3 separate regions of the Mus musculus genome follow, and all the other regions are linked to region 1. The links are chromatin contacts, called in public promoter capture Hi-C maps. All regions are on one chromosome and are shown on one strand. Each heading gives the region's core, a stretch centred on a gene start, on an enhancer-like site or on the middle of the called end of the contact. The rest is flanking DNA. Distances are from core to core; before and after follow the strand shown.

The links. Capture Hi-C pulls out chosen DNA fragments and counts their contacts.
Region 2: a contact with region 1 is called in a promoter capture Hi-C map of liver. The contact joins two enhancer-like sites. A contact is called at or near these places in 2 of 39 promoter capture datasets (cranial neural crest and maxillary cranial neural crest), 3 of 484 Hi-C or Micro-C datasets (CD4 T cells, bone marrow-derived macrophages and liver), 3 of 115 datasets of contacts at active chromatin or transcription factors (the NIH/3T3 cell line and embryonic stem cells) and 2 of 9 other capture datasets (adipose tissue and liver).
Region 3: a contact with region 1 is called in a promoter capture Hi-C map of pancreatic islet. The contact joins two enhancer-like sites. A contact is called at or near these places in 1 of 39 promoter capture datasets (cranial neural crest), 1 of 484 Hi-C or Micro-C datasets (CD8 T cells), 2 of 115 datasets of contacts at active chromatin or transcription factors (embryonic stem cells and memory CD8 T cells) and 3 of 9 other capture datasets (adipose tissue, liver and pancreatic islet).

The regions. Positions count from the first base shown.
Region 1 is chr5:134,435,642-134,440,052 of GRCm38.p6, forward strand. All of the region lies in intron 1 of Gtf2ird1 (general transcription factor II I repeat domain-containing 1), which reads right to left. Among named protein-coding and RNA genes, the nearest start is that of Gtf2ird1, 19 kb to the right of the region's middle. Within about 2 kb of position 1,965, at least 154 of the 459 cell types and tissues checked have an H3K27ac peak or open chromatin away from gene starts, as enhancers often do. A contact at or near this core is called in liver and pancreatic islet, where this site is marked.
Region 2 is chr5:134,207,604-134,212,014 of GRCm38.p6, forward strand. It overlaps Gtf2ird2 (GTF2I repeat domain containing 2), which reads left to right. Exons shown (of 16, transcript NM_053266.1): 11 at 1,277-1,339; 12 at 3,595-3,672. Among named protein-coding and RNA genes, the nearest start is that of Ncf1, 20 kb to the right of the region's middle. Within about 2 kb of position 2,493, at least 17 of the 459 cell types and tissues checked have an H3K27ac peak or open chromatin away from gene starts, as enhancers often do. A contact at or near this core is called in liver, where this site is marked.
Region 3 is chr5:134,293,620-134,298,030 of GRCm38.p6, forward strand. It overlaps Gtf2i (general transcription factor II I), which reads right to left. Exons shown (of 34, transcript NM_010365.4): 2 at 1,891-1,994; 3 at 128-266. The coding sequence starts at 1,989. Among named protein-coding and RNA genes, the nearest start is that of Gtf2i, 19 kb to the right of the region's middle. Within about 2 kb of position 1,827, at least 48 of the 459 cell types and tissues checked have an H3K27ac peak or open chromatin away from gene starts, as enhancers often do. A contact at or near this core is called in liver and pancreatic islet, where this site is marked.

The sequences.
Region 1 (4,411 bases), core at 715-3,214:
TTAGGTCCAGAATTCATGCCACCTTCTAGAGATACTGGGGCAGTGGAGTGGGGGGGGGGGGAGAAGGATGTGTTTCGGGTCTGGTTATTAGAAGTCCAGAATCCTAGGGGGTGCTACACAGCCCTCAAGGGCAAGGGGTCAGAGTCTCAGGGCAGAGATAGGTGTCCTTCCCTGTGTTCTGAGGCTTCAGTTCCTCAGAGGGACCCTCTGTCATGTCTCTCCTAGCTCCCCACCCCACCCCCGCCCCCGAGGCTCTGGTTATAGAGGGAGGGGTGCAGCTGCCCCGCGCCTGTCCCTAGGAGGGGAGGCCAGGCCTTGGTAAGCACAGTTCCTTTGGAGGGTCAGGTTTCCACCAGTTATTTAAAGCCTGGCTTCTGGCTCCTGGTCCCTGGCTCCTGGCTCCGGTTAGGCGACACTGGCAGCCGCCTGCGTGACCAGGATGAGAAATCACAGCGCTATCTGGGACCTGAGTGCCTATGGCAACTGGCAGCGTGGCCTTGGAGACTAATCTCCAGGCAGCAGGGCCTCTTCTGGGGCGGGTTACTGCTCCTCACAGCGCAGGCTGCCTCTAGCTGGGGAATGGATGGAGCAAGCCCCTGGCCTGGCAGAGAGGACATCTGGCCAGGTGCCTAGACATAGAACCTCCCACAACCATACCTTCTGTGTGTGCATGTGCCTACAGGCAACACACACACACACACACACACACGCACGCACACACACACACACACGCACACTCACATGCAAAGACAGAAATGGATGTCACACATGCAGCGACCATAGCCAGGAGCTCACACACACCACATCAGCATGCTTGGGCGTCAAGCTGGGAAGGGATATCTCTATGACAAGACAAAAACACAGACTACTGGGATTCGAACCAGTTTTTGAGGGTTTTTTTGGGGGGGGGGGTGATGTTTCGTTTTGTTTTCTGAGGCTGGGCCTCAGTCAGTTTAGCCTGGCCTCTAATTTTTGACGTAGCTGAAAAAGGACCCTGAATCCCCTGGTCCTCCCGGCTCATCCCCCTAAATCCTGGAGGACAGACATCTATCACCACATCAATACATGTAGCGCTGACGACGGGGACCCGAGGCTGGCTGCCAACTTGCTATGTAGCTGAGGATGACTTTGAACTCCTGATTCTCCTGCCTCAGTCTCCCCAGTGCTGGGGTTACAAGCACCAGCCATCTTTGTTCCTTTGACTACGACTGCACTCTGTCCAGGATAGAAGTGTAGTAGAATAGTGTAGCCTCCCCCAGTCTGAAGCAGGCTGGTTCAGACTCGGTTGCCACTGAGAATTAGATCACCTGGGGTGGAGCCTTCCTGCCTAGATGGCTCTATGCTGCTCTCCTTCAAGAAGTTGCTACCTGCTGAGAGGCCCCTGAGATATTCCGGAGACCACACCCTGTCCTGCACGTCATCACCTGCAGCTGGTTCCAGACACCAAGAATGGATGGGCGGGAATGGGCCCCCCCCCCCCCACTTTATAGACACAGATTGCTATTAAACATTTGAGCCTAGATCAGGAACCTTGACTTGGCCTCCTTTATTTCTCTCGACCGCCTAGTTTCTTTCAGTCCCCGCCTGCCACCCAGGTGTACCCGGTCCATGTGAGCCGCAGGCCAGCTCGCAACAGAGTAGGAATGTAGCTGGGCTGGCAGAATATGTCCCCAGCAAGCACAAAGCCCTGGGCTCAGTCATAAACTGGGCCTGGTTGAAGCCAGCCTGGGCTGTAGAAGACCTGACCTCAACAAACAAAAACCCTCAAAAGGCAAAATTAGTGGCAAGCAAGAAGCACAAAATGATGGGCGGCGATGGGGGGTGGGGAGGAGTGGCTCCCCAAAGGAGATGATGCCAGAGATGACCTCAGCAACGCGGTCATCAAGGGGGACGCCTGCCCCGCCCCAGCCCAAAGTACCCACCTCCCAGGCCACAGAGCCGAGCAGACTTTGAAGGCTTGCCAAATGACTGGCTGCCCAGGAAACCCAGCCGCCAGCCTGGGCCGCCCACGTGTCGCGGTCAGGGTTGAGCAGGGCAGCAACCTCGGCTGGAGGCTGGGCAAGTGGGTGAGGTGGAGATCAGGGTGTGCAGTGATGAGGTGAGGAGCAGGAAGTAGCGGGACAACCGAGAGTGGCCTTAAGGCCCTGGGACCAAGGACCTTCACGCCAACACAACAGGAAACACACAGAGAAGGGCTTAGAGCAGGTGCAATGTCCAACAGGACTGAGGGGTCATGGCTCATGTAAAGCTGCCTGAGAAGAGAAGCGAGGATGATGCCAAGCCTAAAGCAGACAGGAAGACGTCAGGACGGTGGTTTAGGGGTACACGGGGTCCTGAGACACCCAACTCAAACATTCACAGGGATACCAATACCCTGGGAAAGAAAGAAGGCAGAAGGGGAGAAGCTGAGCCTCTGATTGGATGCCCAAGGCTAAGGGGCCTCCGGGCAGGGCCCTGGGCTGGAGAGCTATGGGGGGTATCGCGGAGAACAAGGGATGGATGAGAAAGCGGCCGAGGTATAGAAAGAACAAGAAGGTGGAGTTAGGCAGGTAAAAGACTGGCCACTGAGAGCCTCGGAATGGCAGGTCAAAGGTCAGGAAAGATGTGAGGACACCAAAACCCTAGGGGGACAGGGACTTGAGAGGTCAACAGAGTGGACGGTAGAGGCTGTGAGAGTCATGGTGGGCTCCACGGAGCTTCCTTCTTTAGGAAGAAAAGCATGGTTTAATGAGACACGCACCACCCAGGGTTAAGAGGACCTTGCTTCCTGAAGCCTCCTACACGCCGAGTTGAAGACCCACGTCCAGTGGGGCGCCTGGACTCCACTCCCTTTTCACGGGCCCAGACACTGGTTAGAAATTCAGGTGACCACCTCAAAGCACCTCATGGCCAGTTTCTCCTACATTCCATCTGATGGGAAAGCAGTGTGGTGGTCTGACCCAAAAGCTTGATGTGGTAGAGATGGTGGTCCCAACCGACCTCCCTTCTCATTCTGACCACTGCGGATAGATGGCACCAACAACAGTGTCTGCTATACAACAGGTACTCACACATCAAGGGACAACCACAAAACACTGAGAGAAAAGCGCTGTTGGCCAATTCCTGTGTTGTGTGCACCCCCAGTGTACACATCAACAAACCAGACAGGCGCAGCAGTGCTAAGTCAAACAGCTTTGATTGACTGCTTGCTTGAGACAGGGTTTCAACTAGCCCGGGTTAGCCTCCCAACTTGCAATGCAGTGGAGGATGGCCCTGAACTCCTGATCCTCCTGCCTCCCCCTTACCAGGGCTGGGGTCACAGGTATATGACACTACACCTGGTTTATGTGGTGCTGTGAATGGAACCCAGGGTCCCCTGCCACTAAGGTAAGTACTCTATCAATGGAACTACACCCCCAGTTTGAGGCCAGAGAATTCTTATGGGGTCATCAGAATATAGGCGATCTGTCTTCAACTTAAATGGTTGTTGTAACCCCCCAGCCTGAAACAGGCTGATCCAGACTTTGACCTTGCTGCCACTAAGGAGATTACCTAGGGTGGAGCCTTCCTGCCCAGATGACTATTGTTCAGCCACTGCCACTGTTCTCCTTCAAGACACTACTACCTGCTGAGAGGCTGCGGAGCTATTCCAGAGACTACACCCTATCCTGCAGCTGGTTCCAGGCTCCAAGAATGGATTAGCAGGGGATGAGCCTCCCCCCCCCCCCCTTTTTAAGCACAGTTTTCTATTAAACATTTGAGCTTTGATCAGGAACCTTGACTTAGCTCCATTTTTCTCTCGACCGTCTAGTTCTCTCTCTTTCAGCTCCAGTCTGCCTCCCAGGTGTACCCCGTTTCTTGTGAGCGGCAGGTCGGCTCGCAACAGGTTGTATCTGAGTGACTGATGGCAGATGGAGTAGAAGGTGCCAGCATTGACATAAAAAGTCTTCCTGTAGATACTAACATTGCCTGGAATCACCCAGTGAGGGACTGGGATGTGGCTCAGTTGTAGAGCACCTGCCTAGAATCCCCCAGAGAGGGGCTGGGGGCGTGGCTCAGTGGTAGAGCCCCTGCCTAGAATCCTCCAGTGATGGGCTGGGGGCGTGGCTCAGAGCCACAAGCCTCTCCTCACAAGTTCCTCTCCTTACCTCAGCTGCTTCATGGCAGAGTATCAACAGATCTGGACATGGTGAGGGCTACATGTGAGGCCACACAGACAGCGGTCAGCGTCTGACACCAGGCTAGGCAACCTTAATTACTGAGCAACTGTGATAACCAAGTTCTCCCCCACCCCTATTGCTCTGATGTCAACTCTTGCATACTGTCCATGTGGCCTCCACACACAGGTAGAAGGAACAGAGCGGTAGATGAAAGCTTATCTTTTAGCTGGAAGCCCAGGAGACTCTGACTCCCAGCGGTAGATTCATGCTTC
Region 2 (4,411 bases), core at 1,243-3,742, 230 kb before region 1:
GTTGTGAGCCTCTCAGGACGGGTGTTAGGAAATGAGCTCTGGTCTTATCCAAAAACAAAAAAGCGCCTGCTTGCTTGCTTGCTTGCTTGCTTGCTTGCTTATTTATTTATTTATTTATTTATTTATTTATTTATTTATTTATTTGATGTATATGAGTGCTCTATCTGCATATACACCTCCATGCCAGAAGGCATCAGATCCCTTTATGTGGGAATTGAACTCTGGACCTCTGGAAGAGCAGCCAGTGCTCTTAACCGCTGAGCCATCTCTCCAGTCCACTCATCCCCACCCCCCACCCCCCCAAGAGTTCTTAACAACTGAATCCTCTCAGCCAGGCAGTTGGTGGCCTGTGCCTTTAATCCCAACACTCAGGAGGCATGGGTAGGCAGATCGACATGAGTTCAAGACCAACCTGGTCTATAGAAGGCATTCCAGGATAGCCAGGCTACACGGAGAAACCCTGTCTTGAAAAACCAAAACAAGTGAGTCACCTCTCCAGCAGCCCCTCCCCACCCCATAGCAGTCGATTACAAAGTTAGGAAGCACCATCACCACGTGAAACACCACTGCCCAAGTAGAGGACCCAGTGTCCACGACTGGGAACAGATCTAGATTGCTTGGTCATATGTAGAAGTTTCTATCTCCTCTAATCCCTTAGAGGAGAAGCCCATGTGAAATTATGATGTTTACTTCTGTGGAGACAAGGTCTGACTGGCCACAGACTTCCTTGTGTAGACGACAGGACGACCTCCGTCTTCTAATCTCTATGCACCGCTAAGGTTGGGATACAGTGTTTGTACATGCTAAGCAGGTGCTCTACAAACCAAGCCACGCCCCCCAGGCTGACATCATAAGTTAGTGCCTGATGATTATCTCTTACAAAAGTAAACTCACTGTGTGTTTAGTATGTACAAACGGGGCTGGAGAGATGGCTCAGCGGTTATGATCACTAGCTGATGATCTTCCAGAGGTCCTGAGTTCAGTTCCCAGCACCCACATAGCAGCTTACAATTGTAACTCCAGTTCTAGGAGATCTAACATCGTTTCGTGATCTCTGCGGATGTGAGCAAACACTCTTATACATAGAATAAAATAAACCTTCTGAAAAATTCTAAAACCAAGGCCATCCTGGGCTACCAAGTGAGCCCTTGCCTCCAAACAAAACAAAACTCCAGCATGAGGATAAATGTGGGTAGGGGTGGAGCTGGGGGCAGTAAACTGTGGGAGCCTGAGATTGCTCAATCATGAATGTCATTTTAGATGTTTTCTTTTTAAGAGTCTACTCGGATGGTCGCTTTAGAGACCAATGAGGACCCCGAGACTGAGGTAAAAATGGAAGGTGAGTCACCAAAACGCTTGTTATTGTCACATGGTCAGGGTGACTTTCCACGCAGCCCTCACTACTTCTGAAATGATTATTGTACGGTGGTGATTGGAACCGGTGTGTGTATGTTCACATTCATGCATGTGTTGGATGAGAATGAGCCATAGGCTCCCATGTGTGAATGCTTGGTCCCCAGTTGATGGAACTGTTTGGGAAGGATTAGGAGGTGTGGCCTTGGTGATGGAGCTGTGTCCCTAGAGGTGAGCCTGGAGGTTTCAAAAGGCCCCACCATTTCCAGTTAGCCCTCTCTGCCTTGTGCTCATGGATCACGATGTGAGCTCTTAGTTACTGCTTTAGCACTGTGCCCGCTTGCCTTCTGCCACAAGGGTCATGGACTCTAACCCTCTGGAACCATAAGCCTAGTAAACTCCGCCTTCTATAAGGTGCCTTGGCAATGGTTTCTTATCATAGCAACACAAAAGTAACTAAGACAGATGACCATGTCTCGATGCATGGAGGAGTCAGAGGACATCTTTGTGGAGTCACTTCTCTCCTTCCTTCCACCTTGAGATGGGTCCTGGGGACCGAACTCAGGCCACCAGCTTTGCAGAAAACGTACCTTTTCCCACTGAGCCACCTCACTGGCCCTCAAATAGAAATAGAATTAGCCCTCTCTTTAGCCACAGTTAGAATTAATTTGAGGGTTTGGTTGGTGGGGGACACAGTATGGTGTCCACATCCTCTATTTATGAAAAGCCAGCAAGGCCACTTGGAGCCCTGGGTCCTGATAGTTTCACCTTTGCAACGAGAGTAAAAGGTTTAATGATGGCAGCTGTCTCCTTATTGGGTGGGCCGCAACAATCAATTGTTTTTGAAGATGTCACCATGTACTTTATTAAGCAGAAATGGGCTAGCCTAACACTCACTCAGAAGGCCTTGTACGATACGGCGGAGGACCTTGCACAAGTGTCTTGTCTGGGGCTTTCTCCAAACCAATTCTCATTGCCAAGCTAGAGCACAAGCTAGAGCAACCCTCATTGCAAGCTAGAGGCGGAGTTCTCCCAGTCAAAGGAAGCCTTTGGCAGTGGGGGTTAGAAAGCAGGCTTCACGGGGCACCTCTAAGAACTGAGCAAATACACCCAATGAGCCAAAAGCACAGCGCGTGCAGTGAAAGTAAACATCCCTCCAAATCAGCCGAGCAGACAGGAAGAGAGATTAACTCCTGACCTGTCTATCCCAGCTTGCCGAGGAAGGCGAGTCAAGAGCCAAGTTGAGTGATGTCCAGTGCACTGTCTCTTTTTCTGTAGTCACGTGGACTTCCTCAGAAGCAGTGCTTTTCAGTTCACTACAGCTCTTCAGCTGGATGTAAGGAATCTCAGGCCTCCCTCTCCCTGATGATCATCCTGTTCAGCCGCAGAGTACAGGGTCAGAGGATGCCATCCATCTGGCACATTAACAGCTGTCACAATGTTGCAACAAAGTACTGAATTAATGAGACTGCAGGGCGGTGGTGGCGCACACCTGTAACCCCAGCACTTAGGAGTCAGAGGCAGGAAGATGTCTGAGCTCAAGGCCAGCCTGGCCTATAGGACAGCCAGGACTTCACAGAGAAACCATATCTTGAAAAAAACAAAAACACAAACACAAACCAAAGAGACTGAAGAAATGGCTTAGCCATTGAGAACAATGTTGTTGATCTTCTGGAGGACCCAAATTTAGTTCCCAGCCAGCTCCCATCTCGTGTGGCTCCCAACTGCCTCTAACTCCAGCTTCTTCTGGCCTCTGTGTGCTTACATGCTTGCATCCCAACATAGACACACACTCATACACATAAATGAAAAGACATTTTTTTCTAAGAACATCAGCAACTTAAAAGAGGAGGGGAGACAGTCTTTCCCAGCGTAGCAGACACTGCACGGTAGCCAGAGCTGGAGGCAGCTGATCACATTGTATCCACAGTCAGGAAGCAGACAGATTGATGCTGGTGCTCAACTTTCTTTCTTCTTTTTGTTCAGTCTGGGCCCCCAGAGCATGGGGTGGAGCCCCAACATCAGGTTGAGACTTCTCTCCTCAGTGTACACTCTGGAAGCACCCTCACAGACATGTCCAGCCAGATTGACCTTGAAGGTCAACCATCTTTCAACACCGCACACAGGGGTGGGGATAGGGAGGCAGTATCCAGGCTGCACTTCTCCTTATGTAACACTTGGGTATATTTTAGAGACTTGCAGATTTTCTGGTCACTCTGACTCTTTCTGTTTGCTCTCAAGGAAATGCAAGTCCATCCAACCTTGTAAACTCTGCAGCAGGTGTTGAAGACCTTAGGATCATACAGGTGACAGTCGCAGGTGGGGACATCCACTTAATGTCTTCATCATTTGAATCACAGTTTTCTTTTTTGTAAAGTTTGTTTTCCTTTATTTAGGTGTGTATGTGTGTCCAAGCGTCTGCCATGTGAGTGCTGTGAGTGTGGTACCCAGAAGAGGGCACAAGATCCCTTGAAGCTGCCCTGAAACTGGCTCTGCAGACCAGGCTGGCCTTGAACTCAGAGATTGGCCTGCCTCTGCCTCCCGAGTGCTGGGATTCGAGACATGTACCACCACCCAGCTGTATTTATTTTTAATTTGTCGTGATTTACTTTGTTTCCTGGGTATGAGTTTTGTCTGTGTGTGTGTGTGTGCACTATGCAGTGCCTAGTGCCCATCAAGTTCAGATTGGAAGGGTAAGATGCATGCGCTGGAAAGGAAACAGGACCTTTGCAAGAGCAGCAAGTGCTCTTAGCTACTGAGCCAGCTCTTCAGAGGCCCCCTGAGCCACTCTTTAAAGATTACTTATTTAAGTTTTAAGACAGGGTCCCACTCTGTATCCCTGGCTGGCCTGGAACTCACTGTGTAGACAGGCTGGCCTCTAATACAGAGATCTGCCTGCTTCTGCTTCCTGAGTGCTGAGAGGTATGGACCACCACACCAAGCTTTTAAAAGAATGTTTTTAATTAGAGCTGGATATGGTGGTGCATGCATTAAACCCCAGCACTCGGGAGGCAGAGGCAGGCAGATCTCACCCTGGTCTACAGATCAAGTTCCAGCA
Region 3 (4,411 bases), core at 577-3,076, 140 kb before region 1:
TCAGGTGTAATTCATTCTTAGGAAGCTTGAGATGCCGTATCTAAAAATAATTGTATTTAAAATTTGCAAACTACAAAAATAAAATAAAATAAAATAAAATAAATAACAATAAAAACACTGCACTTACAATACTTCACAAAGTCTTTTTGGAAATCTTTTCTGGTATTGACAAAAGCACGCCCTCTTTCGGTTCCAACAACAAACACGTCGGTCTCATACACAGCAATGCAGGCCACCTCAGCCTTGGACTTGGCCAGCTCTTTACACTGAAACAAAACCAGACAACATTACACTATGTATAGCGATTTAAAAGCACTGATTCTTTCTAGATAAATCTAAAAACCTAACACTTAAAAAGTGTCTTAATGCCGGGCGTGGTGGCGCACGCCTTTAATCCCAGCCCTCGGGAGGCAGAGGCAGGCGGACTTCTGAGTTTGAGGCCAGCCTGGTCTACAGAGTGAGTTCCAGGACAGCCAGGGCTACACAGAGAAACCCTGTCTCGAAAAACCAAAAAAAAAAAAAAGCGTCTTAATATATAATCAGGACGCAAGTGTCATTCACATCTTTTTGGGTTTTTTTGTTTGTTTGTTTTTTGAGACAGGGTTTCTCTGTGTAGCCCTGGCTGTCCTGGAACTCACTTTGTAGAACAGGCTGGCCTCGAACTCAGAAATCCGCCTGCCTCTGCCTCTCTGCCTCTCTCTCTGCCTCTCTGCCTCTGCCTCCCGAGTGCTGGGATTAAAGGCGTGTTTCTGTACCAGTGATGACAGATTTTTTTTTTGGTCATTTACATCTTTAAATTAAGTGAAAGTAGATGCTGTACCTAGTTCTAAAGGGGCTGGGGGGTCAAACAAAATCAAAACAACAAAAACAACGTACAGGAAGAATGAAAGTGCTGGGCGGTAGTGGTGCACGCCTTTAATCCCAGCACTCAGGAGGCAGAGGCAGGAGGATTTCTGAGTTCAAGGCCAGCCTGGTCTACAAAGTGAGTTCCAGGACAGCCGGGGCTATACAGAGAAACCCTGTCTCAAAAAAACAAAACAAACAAACAAAAAAAAAAAACCAAAAAACAAAAAAAAAGAATGAAAGCAAGAACATACACACAAGGTAAGATTCCTCAAGATACAAACTCAGATTTGCAGACGTGCACTTTGTGAGGCCTTAGGGAGGGCAGCGTCCCAAGGGTCAGCCGCCTCTGCTGCCAGGAAGAGCTGGCAGGGGAGGGGTGCTGTATCGGGGAAGTCTGAAACTGTAGTCGTAGTGAGGCACTGCTAGGTGGTCTAGGAGCCCGAGGAACTAGTGCCACCACCTGAGAGCAGATCTGAAGCCCACTCATAAGGCAATTCCATGCCTAAGTGTTTGGCTTCTTTGGAGTTTTTTTTTTTTTTTTTTGGTATATTAAGACAGGGTCTCATTATATAGCCCAAAGTGTGCTAGAATACTAAAAAGACCCTCCTACCTCTGACTGACTTTACGAAAGCTTTCTGATGGAATTAAACCTCCTGAAGAACCTGAGGGCTGGGGATGTGCAGGGTGCAGAGCACAATGCTGGACCACGCCTGGCCTGAGTCCCAGCACAGAGACGTTCTATGAAACCTGGTTGGAAAGTATTGACTCCAAAGCTGAAACCTTGGGACTGCGAGGATGCAGCTCAGTTACAAGAGTGCTTGCCTGCTGTAATCCTAACATTTTGGAGACCGAGACAAAAAGGATCAGACAGTGCAGGTCAGATGGCCTCAAAATAATAATAGGCCCCAGGGAGACAGTGGTAGAGCGCTGGCCTACCACACGAGACACAGCGATGGCTCAATCCCAGCATCTAAGAAAGGAGTAATAATTAATCCGTTTAGTTACTGTTTCACAGAAACCACTGGCAGAGCCACAGAATCTCACCATGGACTCCAGGGCAGACATGAGGAAGGTCACCACCATCCTGCTCTCTGAAGACTCTTCATCTTCGGCAGGCAAGGCAGACATCACTACTTGGGCCATGATTCCTGCACGAGGAAAACACAGGGAGGTGAATGTAGAAGACCCACCATGGCCAGTGCTCTATGCGTCCCGGCCCACGTCATTTATAGTTTCATAGCTTTCTTTAAGATATGTGCTCAACTTCCCGTGGCGTGTCATTTCTGTAAAATTAGCTCAGCATCACACCCCAACTAAACCCAGATGGCACCCAGACCCAGTGACATCCTCTCCAGGGAGAGCAGCCACACTTCGTGATCCAATTCACAGGCAAGCCACAAACTTCTGCCTCTCCCCTGTGTGCACCCACAGAAAGAGCAGGTGGCGTTACTGTGGCCGAGCCAAGCTTCTTCTCTAAGGAAGAGGCTGCAGGGCCCTGGGTAGTACCTATGAATCCTAACACACACTCTCTTCAGGCATAGTTTTTGGTTCTATGGTATCAACAAGACGGCACATAGGAATTTCAAACAACAAAAACGTAAGATAGTAACAGCTAGAAAAGATGTGGAGAGAATTGGAAAGCTTCAAACTGCTGCACTGCTGCTTTGGATAATTCCTTAAAACAAAATTAAACTCAAAAGAGAATTATGCAGTCCAGCCACTGCACTTCTGGGACTGCAATATGATTTGTGCTCTCAGATTCATGGCATTCTAACAGTCTAACGGTGGCCGGAATTAGCAAAATGTGAGCTATGCATGTAATGAACATCACTGCGTCTTTACAAGCAGGACATTGGGCTGGAGACGTGGCTCTGCTGCGAGAGTGCTTTCCTGACCAGAATGAAGGCCTGGGTTCCAGCCCGTCTTGTGCACACCTGTGGTCCCACCACTAAGAGGCAGGGGCAGGAGGTTCAATGACATCCTTGGACAATGTAAACGCAAGGCCTGTCTGGGCTAATGACACTGTCTCCAAAAGGAAAAAGAGGAAGGAGTGTCTCATCTGTAGTGGTCTGACTGCAAATGGCCCCCAATGGCTCTTACATTTGAATGCTTGGTCCCCAGTGGATGGAACTGTTTGAGGAGGAGGAGGAGGTGTGGCCTTGCTGGAGATGTCATTGGGGGTAGGCTTTGAGATTTCAAAAGCCCAAGCCATTCTCAACTAGCTAGCTCTCTCTGCCTCATGCCTGTGGAGCAAGTGCAAATTGCCAGCTCCAGCACCCCATACCCTGCCCGCCCGCCTGCCCACCCACCTGCCGGCATGCTCCCTGCCATGATGGTCATGCACTCTAAACCTCTGGAACTGTTAGCCCCAAATTAAATGCTTTCCTTTATAAGCTGCCTCGGTGCTTTTCATAGCCATCGAGACGTAACTAAGACATCACGCATGCTGTAATACTTGGGAGTACTGCAAATGAAAGAACCACCGCGGAAGGGCAAAGCCCACGTGACTCTAGTCCCGGGGCACGCCTGGAAGGCTCAAATCCAGAGACTAAAGTAGAATGGCTGCAAAGTGGGAGCAGAGGGGAGAGGCTGACAGAAAGGAATAAAACTCAGGTGGCTTTAATACCACTGGCAGGCAGAGGCAGAGGCAAAGGCAAATTAGATCTCGGAGTTCGAGGCCGACCTGTTCTACAGAGTGAGTTCCAGGACAGCTAGGGCTACACAGAGAAATCCTGTCTCCAACCAACCAACCAACCTCAAACAAAACACCCTCAGGTGGAGAATAATGCTAATAGAAATGTCAGAGAACCCAACCTTTGGAGAACAGACGAAGCTAATTTGTTTGTTTGTTTGTTTGTTTTGTTTTCAAGACAGGGTTTCTCTGTGTAGCCCTGGCTATCCTGGAACTCACTCTGTAGACCAGGCTGGCCTCGAACTCAGAAATCCACCTGCCTCTGCCTCCTGAGTGCTGGGATTAAAGGCGTGCACCACCACGCCTGACTCGAAGCTGAAATTTTTTTTTGGGGGGGTGGGGGGGTTCAAGACAGGGTTTCTCTGTGTAGCCCTGGCTGTCCTGGAACTCACTCTGTAGACCAGGCTGGCCTCGAACTCAGAAATCCGCCTGCCTCCGCCTGCCTCTGCCTCCCAAGTGCTGGGATTAAAGGCGTGCGCCACCATGCCCAGCGAAGCTGAAATTTTTATGATACTATTTTGCCAAAGTTAATTTAGCAGCAAAAACAAAGACATCACACAGACACTCCACTGGCATGCGACAGGGAGACACACGGAGACAGTCTGAGGTTAAAAACTAAACCAAATACGCTACAAAATTGCTTTTCTATAAAAAGTATGTAAATGATATGCCTGTTAACATTATTCTTCTCAACTTAAATAGATTCTATTTTAAACAATGTTTCTCATAGCATGACCTTAAGGAAGGGTGACTGAAATCCTGTGGTTCTAACCTCCCTGTGTGTGTGACCCAGGACTCCAGAGGAGCACTTGCAAAGCTGTGAGCTCCCACAATGCTTTGCAGAACACAGGACAATCCTTCCCTCACTCCTAG